4 separate regions of the Sus scrofa genome follow, and all the other regions are linked to region 4. The links are chromatin contacts, called in public Hi-C and HiChIP or PLAC-seq maps. All regions are on one chromosome and are shown on one strand. The core of a region is the stretch at or near the end of the contact, and the rest is flanking DNA. Distances in the headings are between cores, read along the strand shown. Region 1 holds the start of GMIP (GEM-interacting protein). Region 2 holds the start of NR2C2AP (nuclear receptor 2C2-associated protein). Region 3 holds the start of TMEM161A (transmembrane protein 161A). Region 4 holds the start of GATAD2A (transcriptional repressor p66-alpha).

Region 1 (2,992 bases), core at 126-2,625, 230 kb before region 4:
ACATCCAGCTCTTAGGCCAAGCTCAGAGCCCAGCGAGCTCTGCATATTTTCCGGTTTCACAAGCTCCCCTGTGTTTCTATGGTCTCTCAGCTTCACATTTTGATGCCTCAGGTACTGAGGGGAGGAGTCTTAGGGTCAGTGACGTTTTTCTCTTTTCAATAATATGCAAAATGACGGCAAGCCTTCATCTCATGACGTCTTGGATATGGAGTTCAATCCAAATCATTACAGATGCTGACTCAGGTCATATTCGTTGGGGTTCTATGCCACACAGGTGTCATTACCACGACATGTCATGTCACAACCAGCCTGGTCTAGTACTGACACTGTCCTTCCTTTCAGAAGGTCCTCATTCACTGCAATTTAGGAATTGTGGAGTAGGTAGCATGAAAGCAGAGTCATAGTCAGAGATTTCTTGCCTTCAAGACAGCCAAAAACTTCAAAATTTTTTATTTGCAGCCAGAAAATCCAGAGTGTGGAGTGTGGGTGCATTTTTAGAACTTCGACAAGCTACATGTGATGATCTCAGGCCAAACCCAGGCCCAGACTTCTCTGCAACCTCCCCTCTCCACCAGTGCTCACTGAGGAGCTCTCCCTCCACCCTTTCCTGCCCTTGTCCCTTGGTCATCCTCAGCACCCTACCTCTGACTGGCCTCTACATCAGGAGGAGTGTGGCCCACTTCCCAGAGAAGGCCCTAGGAGCCAAACTGGGAGAGGGGGAGGGACCAGCCTTCAAGGCTGGCCAAGATGTCAGAAGGGATAGGGGTGCCAGACCCCAACTCAGATGAGGGACTTGCCATGGTCACATAGAATACCTGAGGCAGTTTGATACCACCAGAAGGGGAGCATTCTGAACTTAGAATTTGCAGGGGATGGTACTTGGTGGGGGCGCGGTGCTCAGGGCAAGGGTCCCTGTGCCCTCCATGCCTGAGGGGAGATTGGGGTGCTCTGGGCTCGTGGCAGCTGGGTGCTCAAAAGCCTAATCAAGCACTAAGCATTACGGGGGGTCCCGCAGTAGTGTCTCCAAGCTTGGCATGTTAGGGAACCTCAAATTCAGCCATAATCCGGCAGGACAGCAAGACTCTACCAGGTGACTCTCATTGCTGTGTTCACAGGTCCAAGAGACCCCTGGGCAGGAGCATCACTGGTTCATAGAAAGTGAAAGGTTCCGGGACAGGGTCTTCCAGCCAGGCAGACTCTACGGGCTCACAGCAAGGGGAATGTGCTGGGGTTTCCCTCGCAAAGATCTGAGGAGAGGAACCTCATGGCCCCGGATAGAGTCATTTCACCCGGTCGCATCCCCTGCCGCTCAGGCAGGGGGCGCGGTAGGCTCTTCCTTGCCTAGGGAGCGGAGCCGAACCAGTAGAGGCGTGGTCGGGGCGGGACCTCCGCGGGGCGGGGCGACGCGGAACCCTGGCGGCGGCACCACGGCAGGAAATCGGGGCTGGGCCCCGCCGGCGCCGGCGCGCGATCCCATCCCAGTCCCCGTCCCAGCCAAGCGATCCTCGGGTCGGGCCATGGACGCAACAGAGCCGGGTAGGCAGTCTGGGATATAGGATCCGAGAAGGGCCTCCCTCAACCATAGCCTACTTCCTAAATCAATGAGGGGCCCCGCCTGTCCCTCTCCGTCCAGGGAGACGGGAGGAGTTCCTGAATGGGAAGGACGCGAGGATCTTCCACTGTAGGGATCCCCAAGCTGAGAGGGGCCCAGTACACCAACCCCTGACCCCCTCCACCTTTGGAGGCTTCACCCCGGATGCCTGGGGGAGGGGGCCCAGGAAGGGGAAGTGGCCGCTTCTGCTTCTGATATTTGTGATGGGGGCAGGGTGTCACGACCGCTGATGGAGAGGGCAACACGGTAGGATCCCCACCCAGCTCCTCCATTGCCCAGGGAGGGGGAAACGCTGATCTAGGCCCCCTAGAAGGGGGCGCCTGCGGCAGAAATGTGGCAAGGTCCGATTCTGTTTCCGCCTGTCTTTGTGTCTCTGCTGTGCTTATTGAGCGTCATTTGGTCTTTATGCCTCTTGCAGTTTCAGTCTGCCTGTTTGTTTCTGCTGCAGGCCCTATGCTGGTCTGTCCCACGTGTATTTCCATCTGTCTGGCCTGAGGACCATGTGGTTCTATTGTCAAGCCGGCTCTTTCCCCGGGGAGAGTGTGGCTGTATCTGGGACATCTGTTTTGTCGCTTTGCTTCGGGGCCTGTGCATGTGTGGGTGTCTAAGTGCCTCTGAGCAGCTGTCTCTGTGTTGGGCTATGCCTTGAGTCCATCTGCCTGCCCTAAGTCAAGTCTCACCCAAGCCAGCTCAGAAACCCACCCCATTCTACATTCTCCGTGGAACCAGAACTCCCTCTCTCTCTCTCCCTCTCTCTCCCCACCACCCACCACCCACCTTCCAAACAACCTGACAAGGTGCCGTGGGTGGAGGGAGGCTTCCGTTGGCCCATGTGTGATACTCTCCTCCCCAAGGGCTACCCCCGGCTCCGGAGAACAGGAAGAGGTACAGCGATATCTTCCGGAGCCTGGACAACCTTGAGATCTCACTGGGGAACGTGTGAGTCTGAGGCTGGATCACCCCAAATCCTTAATGGAAATGGAAACCCATTTAGAAGCCCCTTTAGAAATCTGAAACTTCTGGATCCACTTAACTAATAAGCTGAGATGTCTAAGACCCTCAAAACACCTGAGTATCCCAAAACTCAACCCCCCCCAATCCACTGGAAATCCCCAAAGTGTTCCTAGGGCCCCCATGTATCCTTTTTGTGACGCTTGTGATTCCTTAAAACATTTGAGGTCTTTAAAATCCCACTCTGAACCCCAAAGTTACCTGGGACCCTTCAAATTCTATCTCAAGTCCCATAAAAGAACTTGCCTACTTTCCCCTGGCCCAAAACCCTGTCCCTCAGGATTTCCAGGTACAATAGATGTCACAAAGGTGATATCTTGGACCATCCCCAAACTGCCCTGGAGTCCTCAGCACCCCTAAGTTGGACAG
Region 2 (2,875 bases), core at 33-2,532, 160 kb after region 4:
GGGCCTTCCAGTTTCCATGCTCTTACTAAATTCCTCTGGGGTAGGAAGGTGTTTTTGACATTCCCAGTCCCAGCCCTGAAATGAGCAGAGCCAGGTCTGGTTGGCAGCAGACCATGACTGAATGCAGGAAGTCCTGGCAGGCAGGGGCTGATGGGGCAGCCCTTCCGCTGGTGTCCCAGTTTCCCAGCCAGCCCCCACTCCTGGTGTGGACTTGGGCAGACACTAGTAGGCTGCCAGGAGGACCGTTCCCCTAGCCCTTGAAGAAAGGGGCTGCATCTTAGACCGTTCAGTTAAAGCCAGGAACTGCATCCAGTGGTTGCTCTGTCTCAGAACCCTCCATTCATGCAGATTGGATGGTGTACGACCCTTTCTCAAACACCTTCTGTGACTGCTTTAGGCCCATCAGGATCTGGCTCCACATATTTTATTCAAATTCGTGGTCTTTCATCCAACCAGGCCTTTGCTTATGCTATTCTTTCTGCCTGCCACTCACTTCCCCATTTTTCTCACCCTGGTCAATTCCTGCCCACCCATTAAAGTGCAGGTACAATATCTCCTCTCCCAGGAAACCCTCCCTCCAGGAAGAGCCCCTGCTTCCCCAGCCCTATCTCCCCCTTTGGCTTAGCCCTGGTCTTATGGGGTGGGAGTTTATGTGTCTAGCTCTGTCTTACCCAGATTGGGAGATCCTCAGGTTTGAAGCTGGAACTGAGGCCTCTTACAGTTTGGCATCACTCAGCACAGGGCTGAACAATAGGGAGTGGTGGGAGTTGTTTAGTGAATCAGTGAACCAAACATTTAGCTGTATTATCTGAGGTTTTGTATAATCCAATTTGGCAAACTCCTTTTCATCCTTCAAAATCCACCTCATATTCCCCCAAGAAGCCCATCCCAGGCATCTTTTACTGAGAAGACCAAAGGAAGCCAGTGCTCGCAACATCTTGGCCTCTTCCTCAACTGTTCGTCTGGCCTCTGGGAGGCAGTGAGGTGCAGGGGTTCCCAAGTTGCAGTTGCAGTTAGGGAATGAATTGAGCAGACTTCATTCTGCCGGCAGTAAGACATCATTATAAGAAGTCTCTCGGACTCCAAAACTAGTGCTCCATACCCGCGGGCACCAAAGGACAGTGCTCCGCACACAGTAGGCACACAACTGCTTTAGATGCTATCCTCTTGCCTCCATCTCCGAGCGATACGCAGTTATTGGGCGAGAGCCCTTTAAGAGGCGGGCACTGAGGGGGCGGGGCTCAAGTTAAACTCGGCCTCCGGAGTTAGGGATGGGCGTGCCTGAGTCACACTGCGTCTGCGCGGTGTTCACGTGGTTCCGGATCTGGGTTTGGTTTATAGATCTGTTAGAGAAACTGAGGCTCGGAGAGGAAGCAACCGCCCCGAAACCCACAGGAAACCTGTTTCCCTTCGTTGGACCCACTGTGAAAGGCCTGGCCCCAGGTCATTGTCAGTTTCCCAGTTTTTCCAGAAAGGAGGTGATCCAGGCGACATTTAGGACTGGAGTGGAGAGATAGTGACGGTTCTTGTGCGGTGTTACAGGTGAGGACGTGCACCCTCAGATGTGAACGAGGTCGCGCCCCTGTAGCTGCTTTGGTGCCTGGATTCGAACCGGGGCTGAGCCGAGATCTGAGTCCTCCGAGGCCTCGTGGAGCCAAGATGACCCACTCTTTGGTTTGCCCAGAGACTGTTAGCAAGTGAGAGAGGGAACCAGGCGGGTGCGGGGGGGTAGGGGAGGGGAGGCGGCGGGAAGTGGCGAATGGGGCCCTGGACCTGGGGTCCACAGAAATTGGGGAACCAGTGGTGAAGGAGGGGTGGGCCCGGTAGTGGGCAGGCCCTCGCCGCTGGGCTCAGCGCCTCTCCACGCCTTGATGCTGGTTGTTTCCAGGGTAAGTTCTGTGTTGAATCGTAACTACCGGCAGTTTGGAAAGAAACACCTGTTTGACCAGGATGAGGAGACGTGCTGGAACTCAGATCAGGTGAGGCACTCTCTCCCTGAACCCTCCATCCCCAGTGTGAACTAGAATCAGGGCAGTCAGGTTGGCCAAGGAGGAAACATGTGCTCACTGTGCCCTCCCACCTTCCACGGACTGTGTGAATGAGAGAGGGGCATAGCAGGGCTCTGAACCTGGAGTGACTGTGTACTGGTTTCCCTGTCTGCTTCCAGGGCCCCTCCCAGTGGATAATACTGGAGTTTCCCCAGCGCATCTGTGTCTCCCAACTGCAGATCCAGTTCCAGGGGGGCTTCTCCAGTCGCCAGGGTCGTCTGGAAGGTAATGGGAGGCCCTGGAAGGTGGGGGATTGGAGGGGGCACAATGGCCTCACAATCTGTCCCTTTCTCCTCTTCAGGTTCCCAGGGGAGTGAGGCTCTTGCTAAGATTGTGGACTTTTACCCTGAGGACAACAACTCGCTTCAGATATCCTGCCTTAGCCTCCGGGTGGGGTGGTCTGTGCCTCTGAAAGCTGTGGGTCCTGGTGTGTGACCTTAAGCAAATGGTCTCTACATCTGTCAAATGCGCTAATAATCTGTTCTGTGCGAGAGTTCAGAGGGGCCCACAGCTGCCAGGTTGCCTAGCATGTTGGTGATACCAACCTGGGGCTGGTGGGTGGGAAATAAGGCACCTGTTTCCCTTGACTGCCCTGCTTACACATTCCCTGTGCCAGCTGCTGAGGTAGACCGGCTGAAGGTGACATTTGAGGACACCACTGATTTCTTTGGCCGAGTGGTCATCTACCACCTTCGGGTACTAGGGGAGAAGAAAGTATGAGACCGCTGGGTGGCTCTCTCCTACAGGAAGCCCTCAGAGAAGCACAGCTTAGTCTTTCAAGTTCTGCACAGAAGGTTTATTGGCTCCTCTTGGAAAGGGCCCCCTCC
Region 3 (2,993 bases), core at 467-2,966, 210 kb after region 4:
GTCACCCATGCTCTCTCAGGCCAACACACTGAGTCCAGAGGACCAAAGTCACAAAGAGCAAATCTCCTGCAAACAGACACGCACATGTGCTAATAAACAAGACAAAAACACCCACAGAGACAAGGCAATCAACAATACAGGATCTACTCACAGGCCCCATAAAGACTCTCAGACATTTTTTTTTTTTTTGTCTTTTTGCCTTTTTCCAGTGCCACTTCCCACGGTAGATAGAGGTTCCCAGGCTAGGGGTCTAATTGGAGCTGTAGCCACTGGCCTACACCACAGTCACAGCAACGCAGGATCTGAGCTGCACCTGCGACCTGCACCACAGCTCATGGCAACGCCGGATCCTTAACCCACTGAGCAAGGCCAGGGATTGAACCTGCAACCTCATGGTTCCTAGTCGGATTCGTTAACCACTGTGCCACAATGGGAACACAAAGACTCTCAGACATTTAGTCAAACGCATACAATATGTCCAGATTTGGAGTTCCCATCATGGCTTAGTGGTTAATGAATCCGACTAGGAACCATGAGGTTGTGGGTTTGATCCCTGGCCTTGATCAGTGGGTTAAGGATCCGGCGTAGCCATGAGCTGTGGTATAGCTTGTAGACGCAGCTCAGATCTGGCATTGCTGTGGTTCTGGTGTAGGCAGGCGTCTACAGCTCCGATTAGACCCCTAGCCTGGGAACCTCCATATGCCACGAGAGCAGCCCCAGAAAAGACAAAAAATAAATAAATAAATAAATAAATTTTTGTTAATTGGCTGCACCCAAGTCATATAGTTTCCTGAGCCAGGGATCAAACCTGAGCCACAGCAGTAACCAGAGCCACAGCAGTGACAATGCCAGATCTTTAACCCTCTGAGCCACCTGGAAACTCCAGTTTTCTGTTACATGAGCCAAAATTTTCCCTTTTGCTGGAGACTTTTTAAGTTGGATTTTTTCTTCCCCCTTGAAACCAGAGTTCTGGCTGATGGAAATGAAAAAGGCTTTTGCCAGGTGAAAAACAATGAGAAAGGAGCCACTCCAAGATGGAAGATGGCATTTACAGAGGACTGGAGATGTGAGAAAGCATAGATGGTGGCTAGCTGTATTATCTGCATGTAATAGCGTTGGCAGTAGATTGCAGGCAGGCAGAGGGGTCTGAATTCAGTTTGAACAACTGGGAGTCTATTCAGTGGGAGCCACCGAATTCTTTTTTCTTTTTTAACAGCTGAGCCTGAGGCATATGGAAGTTTCCAGGTTGGGGGTCTATTCAGAGCTGCTGCAGTTGGGGGCCTGTGCCACAGCAAGGGTGGAGTCCTAGCCACGTCTGCGACTTGTCAGTAGCTTGCGGCAACGGGCAAGGATCCTAAACCCACTGAGTGAGGCAAGGGATCAAAGCTCCATCCTCAGGGACACTATGCTGGGTTCTTAAGCCACAGAGCCACAACTGGAACTCTTTTTTTTTTTTTTTTTTTTGCCACCAGATGTTCTTAATCAAGGGAGTTCTGCAGTACGTGGGTAAATGAGTGTATTCGCCTCAGACTTGCTAAATACGTGCAGGTGAGGAAATTGAGTTTTAGAGACAGCGGCCACACAGGGGTCGCAGAGACAGTCTGGACTCAACCTCTGCCTAAGCTCACCGAGCGCCTTCGAACTACAACTTCCGACATGCAACGCGAGCGACTCCTTGTCCCTAGTGATTTGCCCCGGCTCCAAGCGTGATGATTGGTTGGATGGGCTGCTTGTCATACCAAAGTAGTGTTCTGAATGGCCGAGTTCCGCAAGGAGCTCGGAGCTTCAGGCCCGTGGGTCCCAGCACCGCGCTCCCGCCGGCAACATGGTGAGCCGGCATCTCCTAGCATGGGGGGCGCCCTGAGGGCCTGGGATTCCGCCAAGGGGATCCCGGGAGACATTGAGGAGACGGGGAACCTTTTGTGGGGGTTGAGTGCTTTGAGGAACTCTGGGTCGCGCTGAGGGCCATGTGTCCCTCTTTGGAGTCAGGATCTCGCTACGGGACCTATGAAGGGTTCGGGGATTGTGCAAGGAGACTTGAAGGCTCTGAGCAATTCTGGGCTTCTGACGAGTCCCTGGGGGGGCCCTCTAGGAGACTGGTTCTGCTGAGGGTTCGTCCATGGAAGGTACTGGGGATCTGAACACATTCAGAGCCCCTCGAGGGAGATCTTGGGTCCTGCTGGGCCCACTCTGGGGATGTTGTCCTGTGGGAGCTGTGGGGGCCGCGCTGACAGGGTCCATCGGGGGTACCTACTCGTATGAGGTGTGCAGAAGGACCAGGGAGAATCCTTAGAGGAGGGGGCCATGACAAGGGGCTCTGGCTTCAGAGTAGGTGAGGATCCCAGAATTGGAGACATCACATTTGAAACCCTCAGGTCTCACGCAGTTCTGGGTCCAACCCATTGCGTTTATTCTTCAAGCTTAGCCTGGCCCCTGTGGGCTGGGCTGGTGCCAGAAGAGGGAGGAACCGCCCCCCCCCCCAACCTCCCCGCCCCAACCCCGAGTTTGGACTGGACAGAGGGAAAGATAGGCTGGAGGGGTGGGAAGGCAGCTTCATCTTGGTTGGGTTGGGGGTGGGCGTCCCAGAGAAGGGACGTTTTAGGTGGGTCTGAAGTAAGAGCATTGATGGAACTGGTTGATGAAAATGGATGATGTTCCAGGCCTGGGTTCTGGACGCTGTGAACGGTGAGAGGAAGGGCTCTCAGAAACGGAATGGAGGAAAGTCACATTGATGTTACTTGGCAAGATTCTGGGATCATAGGTCCATTGAAGGGGCTTTAAACAGGGAAGGGACATGGGCTGATGGGAGGTTCCAGAGATTTTTGGAGATCTGCAGAGCGTGGACCCAAGACTGGAGGCTAATGGGGGTGGCCCTGGATAGACCTCTGGAGCCTAGGTGGAGGAATGAATGCCTGCCTTCCCCCTTCCCTTCTCATACTCCTTCATCCTAACATCCATCCTTCTGAAGCCTCTACTTCTCCCTCCTTTTTCTC
Region 4 (3,250 bases), core at 29-2,528:
GGGCTTCAGGAAAATGGAAGTATTTATCAAAAACTAAGGGGTCCCAGAGTTCCCGTGGTGGTGCGGGGGAAAAGAATCTGAAGGTACCATGAGGTTGAAGGTTCGATCCCTGGCCTCACTCAGTTGCTTAAGGATCTGGCATTGCTGTGGCTGTAGTGTAGGCCTGGAGCTGTAGCTCAGATTTGACCCCTAGCCTGGGAACCTCCATATGCCACGGATGCGGCTCTAAAAAGCAAAAAAAAAAGTAAGGGGTCCCATCCAAAGTGAGAACAGTTCAGAAAAGTGGGGAACACCTCCAAGAAGGATTCTGACAGAAGCAGGAACACTTCAGATTAGTTGGGGGACACTTGAGAAAAGGAGGGTGTCACCCAAAGAAGCGGGAACAGAAAAGCCAGGAGAGCATCGCAGAAAGGTAGGGGGCAAGGGGGACCTATGAAAAGTGAGAGACACCACAAAACATCAAGGGCAAAAAAAAACACAGAACAGTGGGACAATATCTCACAGAAGCAGGGATCTCCTCAGAGAGGTGGGGATCCCCCAGAGAATTCAGGGGGAGGGTCCCCTAGAAGCAAAGATGTCTCCTGAGAGAGGTAGGGGTCCGTCAGGGAAGCAGGGGATCGCCTATGACAGGGGGTCCCAGAAAGGCAGGAGGTCACTCGGAGAAAGCAACCCCTCGGACAAGCAGGGGTCCCCTTTAAGAAGCTGGGAGGGGGAGTCTCAGACAGCTCCGGTCCTCAGAGAAGGGGCTCCCCAGCGAAGCAGGAGGTTCCCTCAAAGAGACAGGGGATCCTCAGGGAAGGGAGGATCCTCTCAAGAGGCGGGGTCCCTCAGAGAAGCGGGTCCCCTCAGACAAGGGGGTCCACGCAATGGAAGAGGCCCCCTCGAAGAAGCGGAAGCCCCAGAGAAGCCCCGGGCACCGGAAGCCGGGGACCCGCCAGCAGCGACGCCGGCCCCTCACTCACCGAAGTTGCTCGGCGCCTCTGCGGGCGACTGCTGGGGTCCCGGGGGGCCTCGGGTGGCAGGGTCGGGTCCGGTCGGCTCAGGTCCCGTGCGGCAGCTCCCTCAGGTGGCGCCCGCGGCGGCGACGGCGGCGGCGACAAGACGACGGACGGTCGACCGACGGACTGCGCGGGCGGCGCGGGGCGCGTTCGGGCGGCGGGGGTGCGCGTGCGCGCGCCGGGGCGCTGACCCCGGGCGGGAGGAGCCGCCGCGCCGCGCTCGGAGCCGCCGCTCCGTCTCGCCGCTCAGTCTCACACTGAAATTGCCCGCTTCGCCGCCCGGCTTCCCCGGTTGCTAGGCAGATTTCGTCTCGCACACTTCCGGGTTGAGGCGCGTCTCACCGAGTGGCGGCGCCTCAGGCCAATGAGGTCCGGCTAGGGTTCCCGGGATCCGCGCCCCAGAGAGGGCGTGGCCAGCTTCATGACGGACAGCGCCTTGCGGCCAATGATCGCGCGGGCCGGCTGGCCCTCGGGATCGCGCCGGGGGCCTGGGCGGGCCTGGAGAGGCGGGATGAGATGACCGACATGTGGTCTACCAATGGGAGAGTGGATCCGGACTCAGGTCCAGTCAGGGCGCTGCGGGGGCGGGGCTTTAGCTTCAGGGTCGGAGCACCGCAAGAGGCGGGGTCTAGGGGACGCGTCAATCCGTGGCCAGCTCGCTCGGACACTGGAGGGGGGTTCCGTGGGGATGCCTGGCGGCCAACAACTGACTGGACAGGGGGTTCCCCGCAGTGCTCAGCAGGGGCGCCCCACCCACAATGCACCGGAGGCGGCCTGGGCCGGGCGGGCGTGGGGCGGTTACGGTGGGCGGGGCAGCAGGAGGCGCGCTCCGAGGACACTGGGCGAGCTGTGGCCCTGCCTTGTTCCCGAGGGGTTTCATTGCCTCTGGGTTCTTTTCAGGTTAGAGTCACGGGCTCGACCCTATTCTGAGGAGACTGTTACGGATTCTTGCCCCTAGCCTGCGTTCTGAGGGGAACCTGCAAGAATCTTAGCCCTCGCCCCTTCTGAGAAGAGTTTTAGCGATTCTTGCCCTGCCCATTTTTCTGAGGAGAGTTGCCAGGATAAGAATGATTCTGTACAGTCGGGACCCCAGCTCTCTGTTCTAAGAAAACTTCTCGAGATTAGCGCCCCTGTCCTTTACTGAGGAGAACTTGAGGGACCTCAGGACCCACTGCCTTTGCTGGAGAGTATTTGGGGAACATACCCTGCCTCTTTTGTGAGCCCTAGTGGGGGCCTTCTCCCTCTGTGATCTGAGGGGCGGTGGGGGCCGCATGTCCCTGGCCTTCATTTCTGAAGATACCTTGGGAAATTCCTAACCTGTAAGTCCCTCCTCTGACAAGGAGAAATTTGGGACTTAAAGCACACTTTCTCTCTGCAGAGAGGAATTGCAGGAGACTTGTGGTCCCTCACCCTTTTTACTCAAGAATTGCCAGGCGGTTGCGGTCCCTGCACTTTTTCAAAGCAATATTTGAGTGTTGCAGGAGTTTCTCTTTTCCTAAGAAGTGCAACCGTTTGACCCTTCTGTCCTAGAAGAGTTACCCATTTAGCCCTCTTTTTTTGGGGGGGGATTTTTTCCAAGCAGCTGTCCACTCTTCCCCAAGGGTCAAATCTGTGGCTCTTCCTAATTCTGTCCCCTGTCAGGCTCTTCAGCCCCACTTTCCTTCTCTCCTGGGTGGGGCCCTTCCAAAAAGCATTCTTGCCTGCCACCTATCCCCAGACAAAACGAAGCAGTCACCCAGACTCTGATGTCACATGAACCCATGGCCTACTTCTGTCTTCTCCCAGTTTGTCTGAACTCCTCCCCTGACTTACCCCCCAAAGAACCTAAGTTATGCCCTTTGTAAGCAATCAAATAAATGTCCATTGATTCAAAGGTGAAGAAAGCGGCAATGAGAAAGATCCACAATACTCTAAGGATTCAATATGGCAAAACTTTTATTGCCCCCACTTTCTGCACAGAAGTGTGTAAGATGCTGAGATGTCTGAATTATAGGATGGAACTTTTAAGCCAAGATGAACGCAATGAAGGGAAACAGGCCTATTAGACAAGGCAGACTGTTATACTAAAGAGACACCAGGAATATGTTGTAGGAATGTAGAGGAGGAAGTAATTAAATGAGATAATGGATGTGAAAGTGCTTTGTAAACCTTGAAGCAGGGTACCCATGTAGAAAGGATTATTGTTATTGTTACAAATGGGCTGACATTCCTGGAAGAAAAGTAAAAAGTAAATTCTGAGAGTCAGAGTGATG

What was found. A called contact is a pair of places that touch in the nucleus more often than the background predicts. HiChIP or PLAC-seq counts read pairs in DNA pulled down with a chosen protein or histone mark.
Region 1: a contact with region 4 is called in a Hi-C map of skeletal muscle, with 4 times the contacts expected there. The contact joins the promoter of GMIP here to the promoter of GATAD2A in region 4. A contact is called at or near these places in 3 of 47 Hi-C or Micro-C datasets (embryonic fibroblasts, retroperitoneal adipose tissue and skeletal muscle).
Region 2: a Hi-C map of liver shows a contact between it and region 4, with 7 times the contacts expected there. The contact joins the promoter of NR2C2AP here to the promoter of GATAD2A in region 4. A contact is called at or near these places in 1 of 5 promoter capture datasets (liver) and 3 of 47 Hi-C or Micro-C datasets (heart right ventricle, liver and skeletal muscle).
Region 3: an H3K27ac HiChIP or PLAC-seq map of alveolar macrophages shows a contact between it and region 4. The contact joins the promoter of TMEM161A here to the promoter of GATAD2A in region 4. A contact is called at or near these places in 1 of 5 promoter capture datasets (liver) and 1 of 2 datasets of contacts at active chromatin or transcription factors (alveolar macrophages).

Annotation. Positions count from the first base shown.
Region 1 is chr2:58,285,502-58,288,493 of Sscrofa11.1, forward strand. GMIP (GEM-interacting protein) reads left to right here and starts at 1,376. Exons shown (of 21, transcript XM_005654928.3): 1 at 1,376-1,536; 2 at 2,467-2,551. The coding sequence starts at 1,518.
Region 2 is chr2:58,674,705-58,677,579 of Sscrofa11.1, forward strand. NR2C2AP (nuclear receptor 2C2-associated protein) reads left to right here and starts at 1,283. Exons shown (of 6, transcript XM_021083440.1): 1 at 1,283-1,443; 2 at 1,543-1,697; 3 at 1,889-1,979; 4 at 2,168-2,273; 5 at 2,350-2,417; 6 at 2,649-2,875. The coding sequence starts at 1,660. The coding sequence ends at 2,768. It overlaps RFXANK (regulatory factor X associated ankyrin containing protein), which reads right to left. Exons shown (of 9, transcript NM_001243347.1): 9 at 2,830-2,875.
Region 3 is chr2:58,727,022-58,730,014 of Sscrofa11.1, forward strand. It overlaps TMEM161A (transmembrane protein 161A), which reads left to right and starts at 1,717. Exons shown (of 12, transcript XM_021083443.1): 1 at 1,717-1,828. The coding sequence starts at 1,826.
Region 4 is chr2:58,516,030-58,519,279 of Sscrofa11.1, forward strand. GATAD2A (transcriptional repressor p66-alpha) reads right to left here and starts at 1,279. Exons shown (of 13, transcript XM_021083423.1): 1 at 963-1,279.